Regions from separate parts of the Sus scrofa genome. Here region 1 is linked to region 2. The links are chromatin contacts, called in public HiChIP or PLAC-seq maps. All regions are on one chromosome and are shown on one strand. Each heading gives the region's core, a stretch centred on a gene start, on an enhancer-like site or on the middle of the called end of the contact. The rest is flanking DNA. Distances are from core to core; before and after follow the strand shown.

Evidence for each region. HiChIP or PLAC-seq counts read pairs in DNA pulled down with a chosen protein or histone mark.
Region 1: an H3K27ac HiChIP or PLAC-seq map of skeletal muscle shows a contact between it and region 2, with 6 times the contacts expected there. The contact joins the enhancer-like site here to the promoter of LIMCH1 in region 2. A contact is called at or near these places in 7 of 47 Hi-C or Micro-C datasets (alveolar macrophages, brain, fetal skeletal muscle and 2 more) and 1 of 2 datasets of contacts at active chromatin or transcription factors (skeletal muscle).

The regions. Positions count from the first base shown.
Region 1 is chr8:32,724,648-32,728,596 of Sscrofa11.1, forward strand. LIMCH1 (LIM and calponin homology domains-containing protein 1) reads left to right here. Exons shown (of 35, transcript XM_021101157.1): 17 at 926-961. Among named protein-coding and RNA genes, the nearest start is that of PHOX2B, 120 kb to the right of the region's middle. Within about 2 kb of position 1,849, at least 10 of the 83 cell types and tissues checked have an H3K27ac peak or open chromatin away from gene starts, as enhancers often do. A contact at or near this core is called in fetal skeletal muscle and skeletal muscle, where this site is marked.
Region 2 is chr8:32,431,492-32,435,432 of Sscrofa11.1, forward strand. It overlaps LIMCH1 (LIM and calponin homology domains-containing protein 1), which reads left to right and starts at 1,544. Exons shown (of 35, transcript XM_021101157.1): 1 at 1,544-2,046. The coding sequence starts at 1,951.

The DNA.
Region 1 (3,949 bases), core at 599-3,098, 290 kb after region 2:
GTCCTATTGTAGAGCACAGGGAACTCTAGCCAATCTCTTGTGATAGAACATGAGGAAGATAATAAGGGAAGAAAATGTATATGTATGACTGGGTCACTTTGCTGTACAGCAGAAATTGACACAACATTATAAATGGACTATGTTGAATACAAAAAATTACAAAATAAATGTGATCGTAACTACAAAAAAAAACCTGAAAACACCTATATCGAAGAAGGTGCAGCTTTGTAGATCTCAATAATCAGAAGACTATAAAAGATTGTAAAAAAAAAAACCAAAACTTTATTTTTTCAAGTTATGGAATATCATCCAAGTCTGGTTTTGATTAAGGCTGCCAGTTTTCTAGGAATTGTGGTTTTTGTCAAATGCATGCGGAAGGCACTGATTGGGGTTCTGGTTGGAGTTCTGGTTTGCTTTCAGAAAACTGCAGAAACTCTCTTTGATGTTATTTGTGCAAATGCATTAACACATCAGGAAGAGGGTCAGTAAGCGTGTGCTTCAATGTTGGGTTTCCATTACAGCCCATTACTCTGCCCAGAAAGGCAAAGAACAGTTCAACCATTTGCGAACGACCGTGATACATTTGGCTTTTTCTAAGCTGCCTTCTCTAAACATTGTGGGTTGCACCTAAGCCTTTTTTGTGTTTATTTTGAACAGATTCTTTCTTTGTGGGGAGCATGGGGATCTCTTCATTTCTCCTCTGAGTTTTACTCCCAATTTTTGCATTCTTTAGACATGTCAAGACTGTGGTTTCATTTTCAGAATTAATGAATATCGCTAATTGCATAATGACACTTCTCTTCCAGCATGACCAGCGGAAAGGGTTGGGCACACATACATTTCACTTGTAGTTTTTATTTCCAGCTTGGTTGCAGTGTTACCCTTCTGTCTTGCCAATCCTCTAACTTTGTATTTGGTCTTATAGATACGGACCGAGAACTCCTGTGTCTGATGACGCAGAGTAAGTTGTCTTGTATTAGTAAGAATACATTAATTACTAGCCTAAACTGCATGCTTTCAGTACTCACCACTAATTGAAATGCAATTAATGCAGCAGGGGACTGAAGAGCTAAGAGACTCGTGCAGCCTCAGAAAAGCACTTGAAGTTGGAATGCAGAACATATGTTCTGTGCAGGAGAGACGAATGAAAAAGCCACTTTAGCATGATTCTAATATGCAGCTGCTGCTTAAAACTTAACATTTGCTTTTCATAGACAAGGCATGTGAAAGGCGTTCTTGTTAGGGTTTGGAACGTTGGAAGCCCTTCTGAACTTCGGCATTGTTAAAAGGCTATTTTGCACTTGGCGTTGAATTCTTGACATGTGAAGGCTTAGAGTTCACCATGAAGCAGTCCTTCCCGTAGCCACATTTTTTTTTTGGTAAGCTGAGAAAATAAATCCTAAACCACTAATGATAGATTCAGAAGCCCAAGTTCCTCCCAGGTTGTAGTAGGATAAACTGTGGGATGCTTGAGACCAAAACGCTGTGGTTTCGTTCAAGTTCTATGGCATGGCCAGGGGTCAAGATGTCCAGCCTGACACAGGCTGCCTCTCCTTGGTCTCTGCTCCTCTCAGAGATGCAGTCCCATCCCCGGCCTCACATCCAAATTTGAGAAGCATCTACTCTCTCCCATATGGGTCCACATTGACTCCATTACACAAATGGATTTCCCACTGGCTGAGCATCCTGAAACTGATATCTGAGGCAGAAGGTTTCTCTGCAGAGTGCTAGCTTGCTCAGATTGGAGTCACTGGTGTTTTAAGAAACATGATTAATGTCTCATTCCAACATCAGTGGCCCGCTGAGCCCGCTGTCTGTCCTCTGGGAGAGGTATCAGCTGGCCTTGTGAGAATCTGGGCCAGCATAAGAGTGAAGCCCAGCATTCCCTCTGCCCCTTTGCCTGGCCTGAGCCTTAGTTCCAAGGCACGAAATGAGGAATCTAAGTAGCAGTGTAGACAAATAGCAGTGTAGACATCGTCAGGGTAGACCAGACAAATAGCACTTCCTCCAGTGACAGTGAGATCAGACCACAACTTTACTATTTTTGAATTGTGCTTTTTTCCCACGTTTGTGTTCAAGTTGTCTGCTTAGTCTGTACTTTTAGCTCGAAGCAATCTGACTCTAGGGCCAAGGCTATCAGTTTCCAACGTGTGATCTATGATTGCTTTGCGGGCCAATGCTGAGCATTCACGTCTCAAAACCAGATTCAGCCTGAGCTTGACTGACTGCACGGAGTTAAGGAGTCTATAAAACTGAGCCCTGGTTATTACTTTTAAAATCTACAGTGGCAGCATTTAACATTCCCTGAAAGGAGGATTATATAAGATTGATAGGCAAAACACTACTTTGATTTGGTTAGCAAAAACATTTTGATAGAATGGATTTACTCTTCATCATTGCAGAGCTGCCAAGCAATTTGCCTAATATGGATCTCTAAAAAAACCCTGAGAGCTGAAAGAAAAGAAGCTACACTAAAAAGAGCTTTTGAATTTCGCCTGTACCTGAATATGAAACCTCACCCAAAGTTACTGTTTTTTTTAAAGGGTGGGGTGGGGATTCCTCTACATTTATTTTAACAAGCAGCCTCAAGGAGCAGGAAGAGTAAAAGGAGCTTCTTTCCCAAAGGTCTTATCTAGGAATAGCCAAAGGGCTGAATTTCCTCCTGGAATAGACCCAATTTACATGAAACCAGTGGGAAAAACAAAAGGAAGAGTTTATGACAGGAGTGTGTTTGTTTTAAATAGAAATGTGTGATAGGTTTTGTTAATCCCCCCAGTCTCTCCCCTTTTCAAAACCTTTAAGAGCAATTATTGGCACAGTCTGTGTTTATTCATAATTGACACATTCTTAAAATACAACCCAATCAAAAAAAGATGTGCCCTTTAAGGAAAATGCAGGTCAGGGGCAGACCTACCACACAGGCAAACAGAAATTTCCGCCTCCTGGCAAGTCAAGAATGTTTCCATGGATGTATTTTCACCTTCTTGCCCTTCTTTTTGCTTCCACGAGCCTCATTTCCCAAGGGTCCCCACCGTGGAGCCTGGACACTGTGAGAGCCAGAGGCCATTTCAGTCTGAATTCTCTTACCCTAGACTTGGTCCAGAAACAATTTCCAGGCTCCCCAGGAGGTAATTTAATCCTGGCCCTCAGAAATGCCAACCCACCATGGAGGGAGACTCCTAGACCCTGCAGCCAGAGGCCCTTGTCCCACAGCCCAGGACATGGCTTATTGTGCTGAGAAGCACCAATTTAGGGCAGGTCATTAATATTCTGGAATCTAGGCTTCTCCAGGATCCCCCACCCTGTCCCCAGACATACACTTCCTTTTGGAGGCTGAGTCCAACCTCTGAATGAGGGAACATTTTCTGAATAGTGACTCAGCACATTTTCTGTCTTGTATCATCACTTCCCAACTTGCTTAGTTCCTTTATTTGACAGAGCATAAAGGGATTGCTCATAGTTTTATTCTTTCTTTTTCTGGCCACTTTGCTGGTGGTATCTGAGGAGGCAAATGAGAGTTTCTCTTTTTATGCTAACCAGCTTTTGGCCATCTTTGGGTTGAGGTAGTTAGACCTTCGTAGGGTGGGGAACAGAGATAGGAAACCAGGTCAGGGAAGGCAGTTTTGAAGGCCTTGCTCCCATCATCTTCATGCCAATCGAGGGAGATCAGTCAATACCGCCCTGGAGGAAGCTTCCTCCTGGGTCCCAGAAGAAGACTTGCTCTATGGCCAACCCTTACAGCCTAAACCAAAATTTTGTCCTTTAAAAATTATAGACGACAGTGAGCTCCCATCGTGGCTCAGCAGTGATGAACCCCACTGTATCCATGAGGACAAGGGTTTGATCCCTGGCCTTGCTCAGTGGGTTAAGGATCCAGCATGGCCATGAGCTGTGGTGTAGGTCACAGACACGGCTCAGAGCTGACATTGCTGTGGCTGTGGTGTAGGCC
Region 2 (3,941 bases), core at 294-2,793:
TGTAAGTGGCAGAGTCTGGATGGGGACTACTGGCCAGGCAGCTCGGTGTGCGGTTAAGGGCAGATCTGGCGCCAGTCTGTCTGGGCTTGAATCAGGGCTGTGCTGCTCACCAGCTGTGTGACACCCCCTTCTCTGTCCCCTGGTTTTTTCCTAGGGATGGAAATAGTCTATCTTACAGGGTTGGACTAGGGAATGAGTTAGTCAATTATTTGTAATGCACTTAAAACAGTGCCTGGCACAATTCAAGTGCCATATAAGTGTTTTAAAAGTAAATAAACTGAAGGCTGTCTGACTCCAAAGCCAGTAATAGTGGAATTTCAGGCCTGTTTTTTGTTCTATCCCCTTATTATAGCAGCAGAATTAGACAAAGGCTAAACTTGGACTCTGAACAGGAAGAGAGACTTAGCTGCTGAGGCACCCACGGACTTCTTGCCCTGTCCACTGCGGGGTGGCCTTCCCCCCTCCCAATCGGGCCTGTCATCCCTGTCACACTGGCCTTCTGTGGATTCCATGACCTGCACCAAGCTCATTTCTACCTGAAGGCCTTTATACCCATCTGGAAATGTTTCTCCAGATTTTTGCATCGTTAACATCTTTCTTTCTCCTTCCTGTCACCTCACCACGTCATGTTGTCAGAAAAACCTTTCTTGATCATCAGTTGGGCTCTCATGCAAAACAGAAGGCAGGCTCATTTGGGGGTGCCTGAGGAGAGTTTATGAAGAGACCACTAGCAGGAAGTGGGCAGGCCAAAAATCAACATGGGATGGGGATGCCTTTGCTACCACTGGGCCTGGGGACACGCCGCCGTAGGACAAGAGGCGACAGAGCACCTCAGAGAACACAAACTGCAGCCTTCACTGGAGCGGTGCAGCCAAATCCTCCAGCCTTTTGCAGTAAGAGGGGGCATAAATATCCCCACTTCCCTCTCCTCCAGCCTGCAGACCTCCTGCCTCCTTCCGTTGAAGGGAACTTGGGCTCCCAGGTCCCTCCCACCGTGAAGGTGGAGAGACTATTTGAAGCTAGCCAATGTTCTCTTCCCAGGTCATAATTTCTCTTCTCTGCTTTTACCTTCTTAGCATCACTCTCCACAATTACCTTCTTTTGTTTGACCCCATTTTCTCTAGAATATAATTATTTTGAGGGCTAGGTCCTGGAGTCCTCCCTCCCTCTCGTTCTTTCTTTCTGTCATCCCTGGGTCCCCAGCGACTACTTCAGTGCCTGGCACACAGTAGGTGCACAAAAATGATGAGTTAAATTAATCAACAGACGGGGACACAGGTAGCGTGCCTGGAGAGAAAAAGGCTCATAAAGGTCGCTTATCTTTTTTGTTTTCCCCCTTCCAAAAAGATCAGGCGATTGAACATCCCTGGCACCAGGTTAGAGGGCTGCCCCTCTTGCCACCACTGCCGCTGCTGCGGCGCGTAGTGGGAGGGGACTGCAGGTGCGGGCGGCCACTGTCCTGCTGCGGCAGCACTAGCTCCCCAGGGACGCGTGCGCCGGGCTCGCTCGCCTCTCCCGGGACAGCCCGGCGCGGGGACGTGCGCGGGGCGGCTGGCCCGAGTCCCTGTCCCGGTCGCGTCGTGGGCAGGGAGGGAGACACCCAGTGCTCACTCTCGGTTATTTTTAGCCGGTGGCTGACACCCCGCCCGGGGCGGGGGGCGGAGCGGAGGTGGGGGTAGAGGGAGCTCCCGGCGCCTCGGCGCTCGCTCCCGCGGGGACTCGCGGCGCGGCCGAGCCGGGCGGCTCTGGGAACAGCTGCGGCGGCGTCCTCGGCGGCAGCGCGGCTCTCCGCGGGGACCTGCGCCGAGCGGAGGAGGGGCCGGCGGGGGAGGAGAGCCGGAGAACGGGCGGGCGGGAAGGGGCGGGGAGCGCGCTCCTGCGGCGGCAGCGGCGGCGGCGGCCGTCCTCATCCCGGCGGCCCAGCGCTCGAGTGGACGCGGGGCTTCGCAAATGGCTTGTCCCGCTCTCGGTCTGGAAGCTCTTCAGCCCTTGCAGCCCGAGCCGCCCCCCGAGCCCGCCTTCTCCGAGGCGCAGAAGTGGATCGAGGTAGGTGCCCGCGGCTGGCGGGCGGCCTTGCAGGGGCGCCCGGAGCCCCTGACCCGCGCACACACGGACGACAGGTCGAGCCTCGCCTCCCCCCACTTTCTTTTGCCAGCTGCGCCAGGTCACCCGCCAGGGCCTCGAGCGAGCTGTGATTCTCTGACGCTTTGGTACTGGCGACTTGGGTGAGGGTGGGCGCGAAGTGGGGACACTGCGCTCGCTGTGCATGTAGGGGGCAGGAAGCGGTCCTCTGCGCCTCCATCCCTCCTGCCCGCCAGCAGCGCAAATCTCAGCTCCTGCCGCTTCCAGGCGCTGCCACGGGAAGCGCAGTGCGAGCCCAAGCGCCGCAAAGGCGCATTAAGCGAGAGCCTCCGGAGTCCTTGCCGAGGCCGCATTTGGCGGGGGGCGGGGGAGAGGGCCTGCTCCACGTCCTATTCTGCCGGTTGGTGCCCCCTCCCTGCCCTTGGGAAGCAGAGCTGTGTATATCACCACGGAAGCGCGTACCCACTGGACCCTCGGGCTGTATTCTTGGCACTGGGTCAGGTGTGAGGCTGGCATAGCACAGAGGGCCGGGGAGCCTGCTAGACCCACCTGCGAAAGCGCCATCCGCGCAGACCAAACATCGGCAGCCCCTACTCCATCCGAGAGGCGGTGGGGCGGGCTCGCAGGGGCCGAGTACCGGGCCCCGTTGGCATATTTTACTTCTTAAATGACTCGGTGGCAGGCTAGGGAAATCACTGGAGCTCTCGGCTCAGTCCAGGAAGCGATCCCTGGGCGATCCTGATTCTCGATGTCTATCTGTAAATGCAGCTTGGTGGTCCTGTGCCCCTGAAAAGACGTGTCTGCGGGGGTCAGGACTCTTGCGGGGCGCGAGGGGGAAAGGTGACCCCCTGTGACCTGTGCAGTGAGCCTCTGTTTCCGCGGGCGGCCTTTCTTGAGGCTCAGCGGAAGGTGCATTTTGGCCCTCTTTCCTCAGGGACAAGCTGCTCTCCCTCCCTGGTAGTTTAAAGGAAGAGATGTACGGCTAAGTCATGATCTAGCAACGGTGAAGCATGTTAGTACTCAGACTTGTCACTTAACTGACACTCCGTGTGGCACCTCACATCTTGATGCTGCTGGAGTAACAGAGCTAGATGGTACAGATTTAAATCTGCTGAGCTGTCTGCGGAAACCACCCTCATTCAATGGTGCTCTGACGGGCCAGCCAGAGGCCTGCACCTTACAGGGTTAATCTGCTTCATGCAAACAAGAGTGCTAGGCAGAGTTTAGAAAGACCTATTTTAAAATAGGGCTAAAGACACAGAAGAATAAACTCAAGGCTCTTTGCTTTTAAAAGCCCCAATCATGTCTCTTATAATTTGATGGCTCATGACCAGATGAGAAAAAGACCTTGGCTTTTTATTGTGACATGTGGTTAGCATGGCTTGGGCTGTGACAGGTGCTCCCTCTGTGCTGCATACTTGGGCTCACAGGACACACAGGAGCCGTTTGTTGTCACTAGCTTGGTTGAGAATTGGAGTACTATGTTTTTCATGTTTTTGCACTTTAAAATGTTCTGGAGAGATTTTGGATGTGGATGGTGGTGAGGGGATGCCTATAATTCTCAAAGTCAAGTGGTTTATTCCCAGTTTCCTTAATTTGTAAGTAACACTGACATACACCACTTTTAGAAAATGTATTGTGGTATAAGTCACCAACAGGAAGGGGCACACATGTTAAGTGCACACCTCCATGAATTCTGACATGTGTATACAGTACCGCAGCCCCCACCTAGATCACCATCTAAAACATATTCTGCCCAGGTCACAGTTGGTTTTTAAGTGGTGATATATTTCAGGCTAAATATTATGCAGGGCAGGCTCTCAGCTTCTGTCCTGGTTCTGTAGGTTAAAACACCACCA